Regions from separate parts of the Mus musculus genome. Here region 1 is linked to region 2. The links are chromatin contacts, called in public Hi-C maps. All regions are on one chromosome and are shown on one strand. The core of a region is the stretch at or near the end of the contact, and the rest is flanking DNA. Distances in the headings are between cores, read along the strand shown.

The links. A called contact is a pair of places that touch in the nucleus more often than the background predicts.
Region 1: a Hi-C map of the G1E-ER4 cell line shows a contact between it and region 2, with 2.9 times the contacts expected there. The contact joins two enhancer-like sites. A contact is called at or near these places in 1 of 15 datasets of contacts at CTCF or cohesin (large pre-B cells), 16 of 484 Hi-C or Micro-C datasets (the AML12 cell line, B cells, CD4 T cells and 9 more), 7 of 115 datasets of contacts at active chromatin or transcription factors (bone marrow-derived macrophages, embryonic stem cells, forebrain and 1 more) and 1 of 9 other capture datasets (adipose tissue).

Annotation. Positions count from the first base shown.
Region 1 is chr1:36,038,231-36,043,629 of GRCm38.p6, reverse strand. No RefSeq gene overlaps it. Among named protein-coding and RNA genes, the nearest start is that of Gm39623, 24 kb to the right of the region's middle. Within about 2 kb of position 4,144, at least 6 of the 459 cell types and tissues checked have an H3K27ac peak or open chromatin away from gene starts, as enhancers often do. A contact at or near this core is called in the G1E-ER4 cell line, where this site is marked.
Region 2 is chr1:35,848,207-35,854,012 of GRCm38.p6, reverse strand. No RefSeq gene overlaps it. Among named protein-coding and RNA genes, the nearest start is that of 1110002O04Rik, 19 kb to the left of the region's middle. Within about 2 kb of position 3,947, at least 39 of the 459 cell types and tissues checked have an H3K27ac peak or open chromatin away from gene starts, as enhancers often do. A contact at or near this core is called in the G1E-ER4 cell line, where this site is marked.

The sequences.
Region 1 (5,399 bases), core at 2,895-5,394, 190 kb before region 2:
TTCCTCTACCTTGTTTTATGATTTTTTTTTTTTTTTCATACAGATTCCATTCTATTGGTGTGGCTTAAATTGACATTTTTATTTCTCTTACTGAGTTTTCATTTCAACATCATTTCAGTTCGGGTTTTGTTCAATAATTCTATCTCACCTTTCCTATCTTGGATTGGCTCCATCATTTCCTTCATCTCTTTATTTTTATTCTCTTGGAGTATATTTGTGTCTTCTTGAACACACTCATAGTTTGAACTTACTTGTAATCACTCTTTCAAATTGTTAGTTCTTTCAAGTCTTCTTCATTAGGTGGTATTGTTGTGGGATGAGTGGTTTATGGAGCAGGCATATTTCTGTTCTTATTTTTATTTCTGCTGTAGGGCATGCATGTCTGGAGTTAGTTCATGTGATGTAGTTTTTTTTTTTTTTCTTTTTGTCTTTTGTAATTTTTGTTCTTACTAGTCACTTAAAATTGTTTTTCCTTTCAGTAGTGGCTTTTGGCAGCATTGAATGGAGAACTAAGTCCTAAGTAGGGCTGATATGTCCTTTCTCCCTGCAGAATTGTTATTCAAGCTCAGAGATTCTATCCTGAATCTTCCTCTGAGAGTCAGAAATTGATCTGTGTCAGTGAGAACTTTGTACTGATGTCTGCAGACTTCCCTTGAGTTGGTGGAATTCTCCTCCACATGCCTGTGAGCCTTACCCAGAGTTAGATTAGGCTCCCACTTTTGGTCTGCAGCTTCCTCTGAAGCTGTTGGGAGATGTGGAACTTCTATTCACTAGTATTCTTTACTCTAACTCAGGATCCAGAGCCCAAGCTGAAGTCACTGGGAGATGTGGAACTTCTTGTGCCTGTGGGTCTAACTTGGGGTCCCACTGTGGCTCTTGAGACAGGGCAGTTCACTGTACTGCCTGGACAATGAACCCTAGGGATCCTTTGTCTCCACCTCTTCCACTGCTGGGATTACAGGTATACTTAGGAAGATGTATACATTCCTGGGGTTGATCCTCTCATTTGTAAAACAATGACTTTACTGACTGAGTCCATCCCCAGCCATGGGTCTCCTCTTACAAGGTAATCTCACCATATCAAGTTGTCTGGAGGCCAAAGCCTTACTTGGTGGGTTCTTGTAACTCTTGCTCTCCATAGCACATTCTCTCCCTGTTCTGCAGTTTTGGTGAGTGAGTTCATGTGTGTTCAGTCAAACTCCTGTGGGACTTCTTTGTGACCCTGATTGGAAGACATTTCACTGCCTGATATTCACCAAGTGACACTGGGCCAACGATAGTTTTTCTGTGTGGTACCTTACCTGGGTGATGAAGAACAATACACAGAAACTGCAAGCGTTAAGCCTTAAGTGATGTGCAAGTTCTCTATTGTTTCCTCCAGAATTCAAGCTCTAGCAGTGGCATCTTTGCTCATTGTTTCTGTGCCATCAGCTCCACTGTCAAGTGCAGATAGGTATTCCTGAGGCACTGCCTTCTGTGTGGGGTCTTTCAACTCGAGGTTTTTTGTTTGTTTGGTTTTTTTTTTGTTTTTTGGTTTTTTGGTTTTTTTTTATCAAGAGTTGGTATTTTCATTATTTAACAGCCACAGATATACGTGACAATTCTTTTGTAAAAAGAGAATTACATAGGGGCTAGAGGGATGGTTCAGTAGTCAAGAGCATTTGCACCACATAACTCCAGTGGCCAAGGACTTAATGCCTTCTTGCCTTGGGGGTTAGAGGGGGAGGGGCTAGCACTCACATGCACATGGCCACCCCACTCTATATAATTAAGAAATAGAGGAAAACTTTTTTTAAAAAATGGGTGAGAAAATTCTTTTGACATAATTTTATTTTTATTTATACTTTATTTTATTTAAAAAAAATCATCATATGTATTTACCCCTGAATGTGTGTGCACATGTACCATGGTGCCTGTGAGGAGGTCAGAGGACAACTGTGGGAGTCGGTTATCTCCTACCTTGTGGATTCTGGGGCTTGAACTTAGGTTATCAGCCTTGGTGGCAAGTATCTTTACCCTCCAAGCTGTTACACTGGTCTACACTTTAACTTAAAAAGAAATTACTAGAAATTTCTGTGGGGTAAAATAAAAATACACAAAGAAAAGATACAAGGATGATGAAGACAGACAAGAGTTGTGGGGTTTCCTTTAGGGGGTACAGGTGACTTTCCCCTCATGCTTCTGTCTTCTTCTAGGTTTTTGACATCCGAGGGAGGGGAGGCAGGGCCTTTCACATGCTCAGTAAGCTCTTGAACATTGAATTATACTTTTATCCTTCAGAAACTTTAAACAGAGACTCAAAGGTCCATAGCTTCTGCCCATAGTGACTCCCTGCCCAAGAAGCCTTTCTATATGAATCTTTGGGTGAACACGAGCCCAAACCACAGGAACTGCCACGTGATATGTATATGATAACATATATATATATTGCATATATGTATTATATACATATGCATAATAAAATATGTGGTATTCATTTAATCCTTGTGGTATCTCAGTTTCATAGATGGTAAAGTTGGGTGAATGCATTATAATAAGACAATTGTCTAAAACACATAACACTTTCCAATGTTGTTTATTTTCTTCCTTTCTTTTTTTAAGAATTATTTATTATATGTAAGTACACTGTAGCTGTTTTCAGATACTCCAGAAAAGGGCATCAGATCTCATTGTGGATGGTTGTGAGCTGAAAGAACCTAGTGGGGAAACCCCCACTCAACTCCCGATTCAGCATGCACCCAAGAATCACGAACAGACCGTCTTGATGTAAATACACGAGGTAGTTTAATGGCGGAGCTCAAGAGACAGTGGATTCGACCACGAGGCTTGAAAGCTAGGGGTTTTTATAGAAAAGGTTCTGGGGCAGGGGGAGGAATTGGCACGGTTTCACATGATTGGTTCATTTAAACATCAGCAGGGAGGAATTGGCGAGGTTTCACATGATTGGTCCATTCAGCAGACTGTACATGCAGATATCATTTAACTTAGGTCAGAAGGGCGGGAGATAGGGAGGCACCGGGCCAGTCCGGACATGTCATTCTCTTTATCTTTATGGCCAAGCAGCCTCAGGAATGTCTTAATGATGGGCCTGCCTGGGCATGTCCTGGCCTGTTCTGCTATGTTCTCAGCCCCAGGTTTCAAAGCTCACAAACAACTCTTTGGGCTATTTGACATAAATTACATGAATCACAGGTCTCAAGTTTTATTTTCTTTCAGAGCCATCATGTGGTTGCTGGGATTTGAACTCAAGACCTTTGGAAAAGCTGTGCTCTTAACCACTAAGCCATCTCTCCAGCCCCATCCAATGTTGTTTCAATTAGAAAAGGCTCCAGTTTATTGCTAGAACAAAATCACCCCAAATCCTCACAATTAAACCGTACACATTTTCCCTTCTGTGTATTCCAACTGGAGTTCTTCTTCTACCCAGATGCCCATGCCCTGCCTCTGTAGCTGCCCAGTACATTAGCTACTCTTCTTGAGTTGCTGTAACACCCGACAAGAGCAACTTAAGGAACAAAGGACTCTTTTTGGCTCACAGCTCAGTGGTGCAGTCGGTCAGGGTAGGGAAAGCATGAACAGCCGGAGCCTGAGGCAGCTGGTCCCTGCCTGGGAAGCAGTGGAAGCTGAGTGTGGCACTCAGCTCACTTCTTTTTGCTCAGACTGGGAGCACAGCCTGTGGAATGCTGTTGCAAACGGTTAGGGTGGATCTCCCCAAATCAACTAACCTAGCTTAGAAACTCTGTCAAAGATGTGCCCAAGGGTTCATCTCCTAACTAGATCCCCGCCAAGTTGACAATCTCACACTCAGCAAGACCGTGGACCTGCTGAGATCTGGCTCTTGCATCTTCTTTACAGAGGAGATACAGCTTCCTTCTGCCTCTTGTGCAGGAAGCCTCACAATGATGGCATCTGAACGATAAGGTCAGAGACTCAGCCCCTCCTCACTGCCCCCTGTTACCTCAAACCTGGCATGCCTGGCAAGAAGCCAGTGCAAAGGACTTTTACAGTCATTGAATTTGACCCTCACAAAATCTGATTCTTTTTATTCCATTTGTGTTAGAATGGTAAGGGACTTCCTAAAGGGATCTAGACTGATGTGGGGGAGAGGGGGGAGTTGTGGTGGTGACAGAGCCAGTATCCTGCTTGTTTCTAAGGCTTGTAGGACTTTAACACTCCACTGTCTGGGGTATCAACTAAAAGACTCCATGTCTCACCCCTGGGCCTGGAACCACACCATCTCGAGTGTGGGATCTACCCACTCTAACATCTTGGGGTTTTTATGAGGACACAATTAGACAAGAAGAACAGGTAGAGTTCTTGCTAGTTCCTGGCTGTGTGGTCACACATGGCGTATAGCCTCTTTGCTCATCGATATAGCATATATGTTGGTGAAAATTCTTTTTTTTTTTTTTAATTAAATAATGGAGTCCTTAACAGTGAGCAGGCTTCTCTAGGGGCAGTTGCACAGATTGATATCATTTAAGTGGGGGAAGGGCTTTAGAAAGCTAAAAGCACTTTTTAAAATGCAAATTTTAAAATGTAAATTTCTAAGAAGCACTTATCATATCTTAGCATGTTGGGCACTTAGAAGGCTTCCTGTCTACTTGGTGACGTTTGCTGCTCTTCGAACAGAGCCAGGCTTGGCTGCTATTGTTGCCGGGCGGGCACATGACTGGAGTTGAGTAACCTCTCAGCTGTGAGTGAGGAAGCATGCCCTCCATTTGACCTGGAGGGCTCACCGGCATCCCGTATTGAACTTCCAGGGACAACCACCACTCGCAATACCCCTCTTCATCCTAATTTCTGGGGGCTGTGTGATTGTGTGAATGTTAGTGGCAGAGCGTCACTTTGCTCTCACTGAGGTCACTGGAGGAGAGGGCGCCTGTGGCCACTGTCTTGTGGCCGCTTTGTGTTCAGATGAGCACAGGGATCAAAAGGCCAACTCATCACCCAGGTCTTGCATGCGCCAAGCCGCACAAGTGTGCCCTCACGGAAGCTCTCTCGGATTTTCTATTTCTGTGGAAGATGATGGAGAGATTCTTCAGAGAACTCAATGGCTCTTTGTGGATGGGACCGTGGGGAATGGCTGCATTGCTCGAATTTGTTTCTTGTTAGGGACACGCCTAAGATTATAAATGAAGGTGGAAAACTGACCAGGATAGGGATTCCTGTGTGAGGATGAGGTAGAAATGGGAGACCGTTTTGAAGAGAGTAGGCACCCTTAAAGGCTGGGATCGAACTGCAGAAGGAAGTTTCAGAACCCAGAAAAACCCCTATAACGCAGTCCACAGATAGCCAGGCCCCAGAGGAATGGAAGCCCCAATGATGTCTATGGCTGTGTGACAGCATTCCTGCCTGGAGAAGTGGCGAGGGTTAACAGCTCTGCCACAGAACAAGAA
Region 2 (5,806 bases), core at 2,698-5,197:
GTCTGAGTCTGGGCAGAGCTATGATGGGACCCCAGCGAAGGAGTTATGGGACCTTGGCTGACTTGGCCACTGGGTAAATCACGCTCTGTAGTAGCTGTTATTCCTGTTGTGTGGTAATACACCCCGACAAAGGCAACTGAAGGGAAGAGAATAAATTGTCTTGTCACCTTAGGTCACAGTCAGAAGAGAAAGGAATGCTAGCTTTCTCCTCAGTCTGGTACTCTAGCCACAGAATGGTGCACACACAGTTAGTGTGGGTCTTCCTTCCCCACTTAGTCTAGTATAGAACTCTGGCCCAGGAATGCCCAGAGGCTCATCTCCCAGGTGACTTTAGATCTTGCTCATTCAACTGTATGTGGCAGCCTCTGATACCTAGATTGGACACATCTTTGTTCCCCATGCCTGGCAACAGGGGGCTCTATGAGGTCACAGGGTAGGCATGGCCCTGCAGACTTGAAGATGTGGGATACAAAGTGCCATACCTCTTAGACATCTCAGAGGCTGACATATGCCCTCTCTCTCTGCTGTGAAGGGCAGGGCATTAAGCCTGCTGGCTCCCAGGGTTTGGTCTCTGCAAAGCTCTCCAACGGCTCCCATAACAGTGTAATCCCCCACAGAGGCCATAAGGGTCCCAGTATCCAAAACTCCTTCCAGACACTGGTCCTGACACTGCTGACTAAGTTGGAGTTTGACTGGCCAGTTTTAGCCAGGTTGCTGATTGGAGCCAGATATTATACCCACTCCAAGGGCAAGAATAAACATACTGTTCTTATAGGAGCTAGATCAGAAGGCACCACTGCGTGTGCCAGAATTCCCTTATCTTTCTACAACAGACATTTATTTCTTACAGAAAATTACAAAGGGCTTTTCACCCATCTAACTACTAGGACAAGATCTAGGAAGCCCTATTGTTGGTGGCTTGGCATATTTCTGAGGGGTTTAGTCTTGGGTTTAATTTTTGTTGTGCTGACAGTGTGACTTTGACAAGATTCCTGGCTAGGGTGGCCTTGGGTCACAGCATTCCAGGCTGTGTGTCTGGGGTGAGGATCCTGGGTTCTAGGATGAGCCCTGACTTTGTGCAGGTTTTGGCTCTTCCTTACCTCATGACTTTGGACATGGCACTTTGTTCCACTGTTCTTGGGGTAAAGGGGATGCCATCAATGAAACAGTGAATTCTACTCATGCAAAGGTAACCGGGTCATCGTGGGGATACAGTTCGCGAAACCCATGTGTTCAGAAAAGAAGAAGGAATCTCTGGAATTCTAAAGGCAATCAGTGGCTGAGGGACACAGCCCACTCAGGTCCTGTGCTGTGTCCAGCATTAACCAGACTCTCTCTGTAAAGAGAGTGGCAGTTTGGAGCTAAGACCTATTGACCTCACCAGACCTGTGTGTCTGGCTTCTACTTGCAATGGAGACCTTGTCTGAGCAAGCATATGGAGTGATCTACACAGGGCGAGAGAGCCTTCACGGTCAGACTTGTCATCCCAATGTCCTTAGCATCCTGATCTAGCTTTTGGCCTAGGATCTTTCTTCCTTCCTTCCTTCCTTCCTTCCTTCCTTCCTTCCTTCCTTCCTTCCTTCCTTCCTTCCTTCCTTCCTTCCTTCCTTCCTGGGATGTCAGGACCTTTCAGAACACAGCTATCTCATCACTGTTTCCTAGGTCCTAGTGATACTGTATGTGACTGTTTCCAGAACTAATGAAATGGTCTCATTTCTTGGTATACAACAGACCCAGGAAATCCCCAAGTTCACCCAGGTCAGATTTTTGTTTTGTTTTGTTTTGTTTATCTTCCTTTCATTTTTAGTGTTCTTTCTTGGAGGGGTGGTGGTGGTGTCCCTGAAACTCTCATCATTTGCATATCCACACTTCTTAGGTCAGGGTCCAAGAACAGACCCAGAGAGGTAGGTCTGAGAGTGCTGATTGCAGGAGAAGTGAATCAGGATTGTGTGGACAGGGTGAGAGTGGGGTTCAGGCAGAGACTGCGGAGGGGCCTCAGCTGGTCCAGTCAAGAATTCAACACATAGCTTCAGAGTTCCCAACTAATGCCTTGCAAGCTTTTCATATTCCTGTAGTCCATGTTCAACCACAAGCACCACGCAGGAGGTCTGGAACCCCGCTATATCTGGCCCCTGTATAGATAAATACAATGAAGCTGGGCATGATGGAATGTGATTGTAGTTCCAGTGCTGGGTAGGCGGAGACAGGTGGATCCCTGAGGTTAGCTGGCAGCCAGTTTAGCATGCCAGGTAAGTTCTAGTGCAGTAAGAGATTCTGTCTTCAAAATCAAGGTGGATGGTGGAAGGAGGATACCCAGGGTTATACTGTGACCACCACATATATGTGTACACATTTGTGTGACCTGCACATATACAGAAGGAAGGAAGGAAAGAAGGAAAGAAGAAGGAGGGAGAGAGATGGTAAAGTACTAGGGTTAATATGCTACTGGGCTGGGGAAGGGAAGAAAGGAGCCTGAGGCCAGGGCATTAGGGAGGACATCCTTAATTCCAGCAAACGCGAGTAAAGACCATTACCCAAATTCTTTTAGTTGAATTAAGCAAGCTTTATTTTCTTTCAGACAGAGCTGTCTCCCTAAAAGCAGGGATTTGAGGAAATAGCAGTGAACATAGAGACCATGGGGTTTATATAACCCCCAAACTACCAGGGCTTTTCAAGGGTTGTGTGTGTGTGTGTGGGGGGGGGTCCAGAGGAATTTTGGTTATGTAGGAACTTGGCTGAACGCTTCAAAATACTTGGCAGAACATATTATCTTATTGGGGTGGAGGTCAGGGTATAGGGTGTGGAACGTGTCAAATTCCAGAAAATAGGTCAACCCCAAATTTTACGAAAACAGGAATGACCTTACTTTGACCCTCTAGTTTTAAGATGGAGTCAGGCTGGTCCATAAATGGGCAGGGCCACTAAGTGCTGTCACTGTACAGATAGGACCCCGGTTTAAACCGGTTTTCTGTACCCAGACTTGTTAACTCTTCTTTTTCCCTGTTCCTTTCTTTGGGGTGTCTAGATGTGTTAGGTCACGATTTCTATTGTTTTACAACCTTAGATCCGGGGACTGTGAGTGAGTAGGTGGGTGTGTTGCCATCTCTCCATCACCGTGGCAAAGAAAAGCTTCAGTCAGTTTCCCTCTGAATTTTGCAGGCTCTACTCTCTAATCATTGAGTCAGCACAGCACAGTGGAGAGTGTGGAGCCGAACAAAGCTGCTCTCCTTGTGACTAGCATTCAAAAGAGACAGGAAGGGCAGGGGAGGTGGCTCAATGGGCTTGCCTTGCAAGCGTGGCTGATCTGTGCTTTGAGTTCAATTCCCAGGACCCTCTTTAAAAACAAAAAAAAACAAACAACAACAAAAACATCAGGCACGGTGGGACACATCTGTAATCCCTGTGCTGGGGAAAAGAAGACAGGCGAATCCCTGGGGTTCACTGGCCAGCTGACCCAGGTGAACGGGGCAAGTTCCAGGTCTCAGTAAGACATCCCCAGAACTAAGGTGGTTCAGGGGAATGAGGCCTAAGGTTGTTCTCTGTTTTCCACAGCACCCCTAAAAAAAAAGACACAGGAAGGGGGAGGGCTAGAATTCCACAGGAAGAGGAGGGGCTAGGGTATCACAGGAAGAGGAGGAGCTAGCCTTTAAAGGACGTATCGTGACCGACCATGGATGAGGGGGCTCAGAATGAGTTAAAAATCTCTGCTGCACTTGCAGCTACGTCTCATGTGTGGCACTTTGCTTCTGTAAACTTGCTTACTTCCTGTATCAGCTAGCAGTCCCCTCACCCGCTACCCTGCGCGCCCTTAGACGAACAGTTGCAAAGTAATTGTTCCAGCCATGTCAGTTTTCCTTCAGTAAATATGCTCAATCGTGATCCTTAATCACATACGCTAAGCCCACCAATGACAGAAAAAGGAAAAAAAAAAGTGATGCCGTACAGTCTATAAATATAGTGAAAAACTGTTGGATCAGGGCCCAACTCCTCAGAGCTTTAGCTCAGACGGTCTGCCAGCTGAACCTGCTGGCATAATTTAAAAATGAGCTCTCCAGCTCTCTGGGTTCGATTTGTTTTCCTGAAGGTCTGATTTCTGCAATACACAACACACACAACTCCCCCTTTTGCTTTCACTTTTAAAATCCCCACTAGTGCCATTGTGGTGATCAAGCCAAGATCAAGCCTTTAGGGGATAGATAAGATCCAAACTCTAGTACTGTACACAGTTAGTCAAGAGGGTAGTTTTAAAAATAGCTCAGGGCTTCACTGTGCCATGTCTGGTCTCAGAATCTCAGATTCAATATCCCGAGACAGCTTGGCTTCTTCTAGAATGGAATAATAAGCACGTCCCCCTTCAAGATGCAGAATGGAAGGGGAACGTTGACCTTTCGGTCCAGACATCTCCAGTGTATGATGGTTTGACTGTATGGCAGATCACAAGTGATACGTGGTCGGAAGAAAATGTTATTTGAATGCTGACTTTTGATGTTTTCCCAGCTACAGTAGGGATATAGTTCACTTTTGAGATGCTTGGTAGTGTATTGGCTCCATGGTGGCTATTCTGCTAGGAGAGGGTAACAGAGGTATACTAGAACCTGTTTCTGCCTAGATGTTTAGCTTGCTGTGGACTTGGGAGACATCATCCATCGCTACTTAAAGAACACCCAAAGGAGGCAGGCACCTTGTGATACTCAATCTTGATTGCCAACTTGGTGGTAATTAGGATCACCATGGAAACAGACCTCTGGGCACGTCTATAAGGGACCCTGTAGATTGGGTTGAGTTGGGAAGACTTGCCTTCAAGGTGAGTGGTGCCATGCCATAAGCTAGAGTCCCGGACTGAATAAAAAATAGGAAGTGAGTGACACGCCAGCATCCCTCTGCTTGCCTGCTGGCTCTGTGTCCAGTGTGACGGGCTGCCTCTAGCCCTGCTACCCTGCTCTCCCAGGCACGCTGCACTGTGCGTTTAAACCGTGACCAGATGAATTTGTCCTTTTTTAAATCTTTTCATTTTTGTCAAGGATTTTGAAATAGCAATTTGAAAAGCGACCAATACGTGCATGCATGAATGACATTTCCTGGTTCCAACTACGTGCATGCATGAATGACATTTCCTGGTTCCCACCACACTCTGGCCTTGTTACTGCTGCCCTGCTTACAGTGAAGGACCTCAGATATAAGTAGAATAGTAACCACTTTTGCCTTTGTAGAGTCAGAAACTGGGAAAATAGGGTTTCACTTGACACCTGAAGTGCTGACTCATCTTGGGGCTTTGGGTCTAAATATGGGTGTTTTGGGTTAGGTTTTAGTAAAATTTTAAGCCTGTATATGATCTTAAACACTTCACTCAGTTATTCTCTGTATATCCTAGAGTTGATTATCTATTATCAGGCAACGAAGTACCAAGGAAAAGACATTTTTAGAAAGATTATGGTGGTTGCTGGAGCCTGCACAGTTTGTTAAGAGAAGACATGCCTCAGTGATGGTTTCACTGTGCGGATACCAGGATGTAAGATTGGGATACTCTTACATCAAATGCACTGTGAGCACTGTAAAATATTTGACACTTCTAATTATGCTGTTATGAGCAAAATGACGATGTGGGGCGACCTAGGGTGATTGCAGCGAGATAGGCACAGAGTGAGATTTTGTGGCCCAGCTTGAAGGAGGAACCTCATTAGATTCAGGCACATTTGGTGTTTAACACCGTGGCTGCAGGGCTCTGTGGTCGAGACAGTGTACGTTACCCAAAAGCAAAGTCATGGCAGCTACAGGAGGACAGGGCAAAGGCAGCTGGGGCTCCAAG